Linked DNA regions of Mus musculus: region 1 is linked to region 2. Evidence: chromatin contacts called from public Hi-C data. All regions are on one chromosome and are shown on one strand. Each heading gives the region's core, a stretch centred on a gene start, on an enhancer-like site or on the middle of the called end of the contact. The rest is flanking DNA. Distances are from core to core; before and after follow the strand shown.

The links. Hi-C and Micro-C count contacts between places; a contact is called where the count stands out from the background.
Region 1: a Hi-C map of Th1 cells shows a contact between it and region 2, with 3 times the contacts expected there. The contact joins two enhancer-like sites. A contact is called at or near these places in 7 of 484 Hi-C or Micro-C datasets (the AML12 cell line, Th1 cells, bone marrow-derived macrophages and 4 more) and 4 of 115 datasets of contacts at active chromatin or transcription factors (CD8 T cells, embryonic stem cells, neural progenitor cells and 1 more).

What each region holds. Positions count from the first base shown.
Region 1 is chr1:82,973,022-82,977,486 of GRCm38.p6, reverse strand. No RefSeq gene overlaps it. Among named protein-coding and RNA genes, the nearest start is that of Slc19a3, 63 kb to the left of the region's middle. Within about 2 kb of position 2,901, at least 41 of the 459 cell types and tissues checked have an H3K27ac peak or open chromatin away from gene starts, as enhancers often do. A contact at or near this core is called in Th1 cells and regulatory T cells, where this site is marked.
Region 2 is chr1:82,877,673-82,881,767 of GRCm38.p6, reverse strand. It overlaps Agfg1 (ArfGAP with FG repeats 1), which reads right to left. Exons shown (of 13, transcript NM_001368850.1): 6 at 1,641-1,760. Among named protein-coding and RNA genes, the nearest start is that of Agfg1, 40 kb to the right of the region's middle. Within about 2 kb of position 2,392, at least 24 of the 459 cell types and tissues checked have an H3K27ac peak or open chromatin away from gene starts, as enhancers often do. A contact at or near this core is called in Th1 cells and regulatory T cells, where this site is marked.

The DNA.
Region 1 (4,465 bases), core at 1,652-4,151, 95 kb before region 2:
CAAAACAATGCTAGGACAGATGACCAACCCTGGACCACTGTTTTCCATGCATCTGGCCTTCTCCTCAAGACTAAGAATGTACAGTATAATATAATTAAGAAAACAATCACAGCATTCATATGGCAACACTTTAACTACAGTCCCAATGACCTTTGTAGAAGTAGGTTTAAAATTAATTAAAATCTGATACCTGCTTGAAGGATGATAATTCAAGCCACTCAAGTGACCTGAGGTTGAACATTCACTGAATTTTTTCACCCTTATAATTATTCCACTCACTTTTTAAAAAGTGGAAAATACCTAAGGATTTGGAACAGAGCCCTTAGGAAGGATTGTCTGAATCTATTATGTCCAATTTTTCACTCCATTCTATTTTAGATAGACCATAGAATCAAAGAATATCATGTTTTGTGTGTCCCCTTAGAGTCATTAATTTTCCATAGATTTGAATCTTTAGTTCAGAGTCTGTGCCCATAGGCAGAACCCTGACTGATGAAATGAGCCCATGCTGTCTTTTGACAGTTAATGAATACACTTGCCATCCTCCTAATACAGGTTCAGAAATACCATGGACAGGATTGCTATAGCCACAAAGACATTTGGCTTTGATAAATGGCCAGCCTAGCCTAGAAAGTGAACTTCTGTTTTAATAAGAAAAGTATTTGAGGAAGAATCTGACATTGTCCTTGTTCTCCGCACTCATTGATGCAAGAGAGTGCATTCATACCTGTACATACAAAAAAATATATATACCACATACATATACCACACATGCACAAAAGAAGGGAGGTGTCCTAGTTAGGGTTTCTACTGCTGTGAAGCAATGCCATAGCAACCCTTATAAATAAAAACAAATTTAACTGGGGCTGGCTTACAGTTCAGAGATTTAGTCCATTATCATCATGGTGGGAAGCATGTTGTTGTGCAGGCAGACATGGTGCTGAGCAAAATAGACTTTAAAGCCCATCCCCACAGTGACACACTTTCTCCAAAAAAGCCACACCTACTCTGATAAGGCCACACCTCCAAACAGTGCCACTCCTTATGGCTAAACACTCAGACATGTGATTCTATGTAGGTCATTCCTATTCAAACCACCACAGGAGGAGGGAAGGAACGAAGAAAAGAAAAAAAAAAAGGAACAAAAATGAATGATGTCCTGTCTGAGCCTCTAGGATACGTTTGATGAGTCAGACACTGTGCTATTCCTGGGGGGATAAAGTTTGTCCCTGCTTTCGAGGAGTCTTTCAACTAACATCAAGATTTGCATATTGGAACATCAGTGCCTTCCAAAAGCATCCAAAGTACAGCTATGCTTATTGATGAAGGTGTAGAGTGTGCCATTCTGGGATGTGTTAACACGGGTAGTCCTCATAGTGTGGTATCATCTCTGCTTTGCAGATGAGGAGTCAGACACAAAGAGAGTCAGGCAGCTGCCAATGGTCCAGGTGTGTAAGTAGCAGAGGTGGCTTTGGGCCTGACTCACTGACTAGAGTGCCTTGCAATAAGATCTTACAGGAAATAGTCTGAACATCGGGAGTGGGCGGAGCTGGAATAGGTCAGAAAGGCTCCAGGAAGGAAGTGGTCAAGGACTGAGTTGTTGACCTTTCTCCTGGAGCTGTTGCCTTTCTATGGAGAGTCACTGTTCTTCATTTAGTCAGCCTGAGTCCTACCGTTGTAACCTCTCACTTCTCGGTCCTAGTAGAGATGTAAGCCCTTATTCCTGTTTCTAATGTTAGAAAACCATTTCTAAAAATATTATTATTTGTGTGTTTACATGAATGCTTGTGTGCATGTATGTGCATTGTGTTTGTGTGTATGTCTGTGTGTGTGTGTGCATGTGCACATGCATACAAGTGCCTTCAGAGGCCAGAGAGAGTATTAGACCCCCTGGACCTGGAGTTACCAATGCTGTGAGCCACTTGACATAGGTGCTGGGACCTGAACTTAGATCTTTTGCGGAAGCAAGCAGCCCTCTCAATCACTGAGCCATCTCTCTAATCCCCTAGAAAGACTCAAGCTTCTTTAGATGTCGGGCAGTTCTCTTTCTGGGGGAAAAAAAGGTGTTAAAATCAAATAGGCATGCCTAGATAGGTGATACTTAAATTAAGTTAGGATACTGATGCTGAGCCAATGTTCGCTTCTAGAATAATGTTTAAGAATGAACCTGGACCTCTGGAAGCTTTCAGACACTAAGCCACCAAGTAGGCAGCAAACACAAGCTGTTCCAAGGCCCCCGACACGTATCTAGCAGAAGACTGCCTGGTCTGGCCTCAGTAGGAGAAGATGTGCCTAATCCTAGAGAGACTTGAGGCTCAAGGAAGGGAGAGGCCTTGTGGTGGGGGAGCACTCTCTCAGAGATGGGAGGGAGGGATGGAATAAGGAGCTGTGTGAGGACGGGACCAGGTAGGGGAGCAACAGCTGGATTGTAAATAAATACGTAAATACATAAATGCATAAATAAATACATAAATGACTAAGGGGTCTACCTGTTCTGTAAATCTTCACCCCCAAAAGCTTTTTATTCACATTTAAATACTCGTTAAAATAAGGTTCTGTGTCATCAGCAACATGGGAAGGAGCTCCTGCCAGCAGCACAAAGCCCAGGCTTACTTAGCAATGTCTGTTGATGCTTCGTCTCCAGTTTAAAGTCTCCAAAGGACGGCCCTGTCCTAAGACCTCCTCATCAGACACATCCCTGGAACTTTTGCTTCCCTAACTCTAAAAAAATAAAAGCCTCTCGTGATATCACACTTATATGCCATTGTCATTGGTAAGGACCAAGAACACAGTTCTATCAGTCAGCGAGCGATCTTCGGTCATCCCCATGGTTGCAGAGGAGTACAGGGGACCGGAGAGGCCCCACATAAGAGGGCGGGGCAGTCAGAGCGTAAACACGGATGTCTGCGCAACTGGCTGTTTATCATGTACCCTGGAGTCCACTGGTGACCACTTTATCCTTACTTCCTTACAGCCGGATAACTGATACTCATTTTATCTCACAGGAAACAGGTGGAGACATTGAGTGACCTATGGTGGCCTCAAAAAGGGCTTTCAGGACTGAAGGTTTCCAGCTAGATGCTGGACTGACTCTTCAAGCCCCTCCTGAGTTCAGCTTGGTTAATGTCCATCAGAAGAGCCATAGTTAGGAAGTTGTTTACATACTTGCCCGTACAGTCTTTCTATTCCCAAGATATTCTATTCCTCACGTTTTGTCACCTTTGAGATAATTTTTAAAGGAGTCTGTGGTAGGTAGCTGGAGATGCAGGCGCAGACACAGTTATGTGATCTGATACACATCGAGCTCTAAAGGAAGAGAAGGCAGAGCTAGGAGCCGCCTTTGAAGCAACCCGGCATTGCACGTGTTTTCCTGACATCAAATGAAGCTTTGAAGTTATTTATTTTAATGTCAAGTTGTGCCACACCCCTCTAGCTATTGACATTGTCAGGGCCCATTGTTGCATTGGTACTCTGGCTTTCCTTTCTTAGTCACTTGACTCCTAGAATCCCATTTTAGAATTCAGTTCCTACTAAACTCATTAGCATCCTAAGTACTGGCTTCTAGAGATAAGGAAGGAGACCCTCTTCTATCCCATAAAATGCTGTCATCTCCGGGGAATGTGCAGAAAAGCAACTAGCTAAAACCTTCTGATTCAAATATTCTTTAGTCTCTTTGTAATACCAAGAACCCTGATTAGTGTCAACTTTTTAGGCAAAACCAAATAGATCTGCTGCTGACATCAGGCCTCCTACATTTAAGCCACATTTTTAAGAAAGCAAGCCAGAACTATAGGAAAGTCACGAATTGCGTGCCCAGCTCAGAGCAAGGAGCACATTATTAGTAAACGTACAGTGTATGTCATAAAATGAGTTTGTCCTAGGGATGTGCTGGATAGCTACAAACATGTGCCCAGTCAGATCAGGACTGAAGTCAGTGTCTCCTATCCTCACACACTGGCATTCTGTCTGGAGAAGGCTTTGTTGTGAGGGCTGTTTGCTGTCCTGAGAGAGGAAGAACCATACAATCAATCACTATAAACCACTAGAGGCCAGCATGTGCCTGGTCATGACAAGTGTGTCTTCAGATATTGCCATGAAAATGAAAATGCAAACAAACAAAAAACCCTGATTGAGAACCATGATATTAAAGTTAGGGTTAGACTGGAACTAAACATTGTTTTTACATAATTCTTATGATAGTGTAGTAAAACTATAAGTCAATTTATCAAAACTTTCCCTACTAAGATGAATGGGGTTTTTTGTTTTGTTTGTTTGTTGTTTTACATTGTTGTTGTTCGCTGTTATCGTTGTTGTTACTGTTGTTATTATTATTATTATTATTATTATTATTATTATTATTAGAGGTGGTGGTGGTGTTGTGTGTGTGCATGTATGTGTGTGTGACATGCACAGCATATATGGAAAAGTCAGAGGACCTTTAAGGAAACATTTCCTGCCTCCAGCC
Region 2 (4,095 bases), core at 1,143-3,642:
AAAGTTGTTTCAGTCCTTGCCTTTTTTCACTTGAAGAGCCATTACTTAACTCTGCAGCAATTCAATGTGCATTCAACAAACCTGATGGTCACAGTAAAACTAAGTCCCACCATGTAGTTCCAAGTACAAAATTAAAGTACCTGACAGTGATTGTTGCCTTCATAAAGCACAATTCACCTAGCTGTAGTAGGCACATGGCCTACTAAATCTGTAAAATATGATCTCCACCCAAGACTTCTGGTGTCCTCACCAAAGACTACAGGCCGTGTACTCTACTCCATGCTTTGAATCCTACATAGGTACTAGTTCTTTTTTCCTAAACTGTCAAAATCATATCATACATGCTAAGGTGAAAGCAAAGTTCAAAGTTTTGTTTTTGTTTTTTTTTTAAAGGCAGAACAGATCATTAAAATACCTTCCATCAATCAATTCTTTGACAGTCTAAAAAAATATAAACTGATGAATTTTTTTCAAGGATTAAACTCTGGGTGTTTCAATGAAAACTAAAAAACTTGGGCATGGTGACACATGCCTATAATCTGACTTATTCAGAAGTCTGAGGCAGGAAGACTCTCAGTTCAACATCAACCTGGTTAGCACATTAAGCCTCCATTTTCAAAATTAATTTTCAAAGAAAAATCAACTAAAACTAACATAAATAGATATGTATGTTAAAAGACAGTGATCTGGTATGAGTAGCTAGCAAATAAACTAATACTAAATTTCTAAGATTTTTATGAAAATTTTCATTTGAAATTATTAAGCCAAATAACTTTCACTGATAACTTGGATATAGCTTTAACTCTTGAGTTTAATAAGAGAAGGGAGAATCAAGGTAATGTATGAAGGCTAATCATTAAAAAGGATGATGATCTATAACTAAAAAACATGAAATAACACAAAAAACATATAGATGAATAAAAGATGCCTACTGGACAATAGAACTTACTGTGGGCAGCCTGGAGAGGAAAGGCTGAAGTAAATTCACCAAAACTGCAGCTAGATGAAAGTACGCTAAATGCTGGACAGCCAGAAATTATGTAAAAGATGAAGGTTAAGGAAGGGGGAGAAGAAAATTGAAAGAAAAGCCTTTTAAGACAACACATACAGAGTTAAAAGTTAAAAGAAAAATAGTCAGCCAAAAAGCTAAATAAGGTTTCAACAGATTTCTGAAAACAGTACACTTTTACAGAAGAATTTTCAATGTTTGAAACCAATTCCTGCACAGAACTACTTCCACATTTAAAGCGGCCATTAATAATTTATACTTGACTAAACAAATACAACAATTTGCTGACCCATAAAATAACATTTCTATTTCTATGGAAGCCACCAACTAGCTTCCCTTAGCCTAAGACACAGCATGAGCCTTAGTCACGGTGTCTCATGTACTAACAACGTGTGGTGTTTCCAACCTCGGCGGATGGAGACTCGCAGGAGAGCATGTGCAGGAAAAGGAGGACAGGAGGTAACGCACAGCAGACAGAGTTCAGAGAAACAGACTTCAGGTTTCCCCAGAGCGTTGTAAGATAGAGCTACTTTAAAATTAGGTCATGAAAGAATTTAGTTTTTCAAAACTACACTTGGAAAATTTAGTTTTTGAAAGTAAACATTTAAGCACAAGGCTGGAGAGGCTCTACCTGTAGTCTGGGGCTGAAAAGAAGAGTGACTTGCTGTGGGGAAACCTCCAAAATTACTCGAACCACTAGACTGTCCAAATGCATCAAAGTTTGCAAAATCTGCATTTGCAGAATTCTGAGCTGTAAATGGCAAGGACAACATATGTTAATGAATATGAAAACTACAACTGAAAAGACATGACAAATGAATTTAAGAATTTCATGAAAATGTCAATGCAGTACAACTCACTTTAGAAAGAATTCATTTAAATGCTACCAGTATTAGCCCAATTAGTAATATATACTAAATACCCAGAAATCTCCCAAAGTTTTTGTAAAGGGATAATCTATTCATAGTATCCTTGAATTGTCACAGTTACAACACTATTCTAAAAGACTCTAGTAACAAAAGAAAGCTAATTCAGAGCCCTAAATATATTCCTCTTAGTAAACAAAACTGTGGATGTCATCCACAAATATTCTCATATATTCTCTCGCTCTCACTCTCGCTCTGCTCTGCTCTGTCTCTTTGCGACAGAGTTTCTCTGTGTAGCCTTGCCTGTCCTGGAACTTGCTCTGTAGACCAGGCTAGCCCCAATTTTTAAATTTTTAATTGTATCTACTTGTGTATAGATCAACAGAGGGCAGAAGCTGACTCAAGTGTATTCCCTGGCTGCTCTCTTCCTCCTCTCTTTTGAGGCAGGGCTCTTCACTGAGCCTGAGCTTCCTGTTTCCACAGGTGGGTCTGACTCACACCAATCTCCAGTCTCTGCCGCAGTGCTGGAGTCCATACACACCTCTGTCCCCAACTTTCACTTGTGTGCTGACTCAACTAGGTCGTGATGCTTACACAGCAAGCACTTTATTCAGTCACTTCCCCAGCCCAATATGTCACTTTAAAATGACAATGAGCTTGGTGAATCTGAAGAGTAATTTAAATACCTAAAATAATGATACAAAGACCTTTGTATCACACTAACAAAATACTTTTTTCTTTTTGTTTGTTTGTTTTGCTTTTGCTTTTAGCTTTAAGAAACAGGATCTCATTATGTAGCCTGTGTTGATCTCTCCCTCCCTCACGAACTCATTCATGTCTTAGCTTCTCAAGGTGTGTACTACCATGTCTAGCTTTCTGGTTTATCTAACATTCATAAATATATCACACCAGAGGCACATAAAACTGGAGAAAATTATATGCACACAAACACACAAAAAACCTGAAGATGTTTACATTCTTTTACAATCCATTTAAAATTCATTGGTAACTACAACTATGACAAAAACCTAAGATCAAAATTCTAGGCCTCTCTAAACTTTAAATACAATAATAAAATAATTCAAAAGCATTTTGAAAATGGAAATAAAACCAAAATATTATCATAAATCCATAATAAATGCATAGAGCTGGAAAGATAGCTCAAGGAGTTGAGAGCACTTGTTGCTCTTGTGAAGACCCAGATTCAGTTCCTAGCACCAACACAGTGGTTCATGACTTTCTGTAACTCCTGACTAGAGAGTTCAACACCCTCTTAGGGCCTCTGCAGGTACTGTACACATGGTACACAGACATCATGTAGGCAGCATACTAGTACACTAAAAATAAATAATAAAAAGGAGGGAAAAGGTGATAACCTCATTTCCTTGTTTGGTCAAAGAAGAACTCTGCTATATAGGCTACCTAAAGGAGAAGGGGAAATGTTCTCATTTGGGAGATTTTTGTAGATCAGCTAACACAGGAAAAAGAAACCTGATATAGACTTCAACAAGTGAAACTTGCAAATTTCTAACCCTCCTCGGGATCTGAACATGTAGCTTTAACTGACCTGGAACTTGCCATGTAGATAAAGCTGGCCTTGACTCAAGACCCACTGTTCTACCTTCCTTTACAAAGTCAAAAGGAAACAGACACATAGCTCTCTTGCCCAGGACACAGGTTCAACTATATTATGCACATGGTGCATACCCACCACCCTCTTCAGAAATCCATAGGCATCAGACATACAAGTGGCAACAATCATACATGGAACCAAAACACAAACACGCATGAAATAAATGTTAAAAGTTTTAAAACTTAACTGTCTCTTAAGCCCTAAGTTATAAGTCTCCTGGCCACATTCCCCTAACATAAACCCACAAACCTGTGACTAGCAGTCCCCATCCCTGCCAAGAAACATACAAACCTTCAACTGATAGGAATCTCTAGAATCAACTACTAACTTATAAGCAATACAAGAGAGAACTTTTAAAGGTTCTAGCAGGGGGCCAATTAACAAGTTCAGAACACTACAGAATTTGTAAAACAAGTAATCTACTTTCTCTAACAAATTACAGTGAAAAGGAAAAGGAACAACCTCTAGCAACCTAACCAACATTTCAGTTGCAAAGGCTATATTAAAAAAAAACTGATTCCAACAAATATATACAGACTGTGAGAGTAAGTATATGTGTTGATATCTATACCTAATACACAGTATAT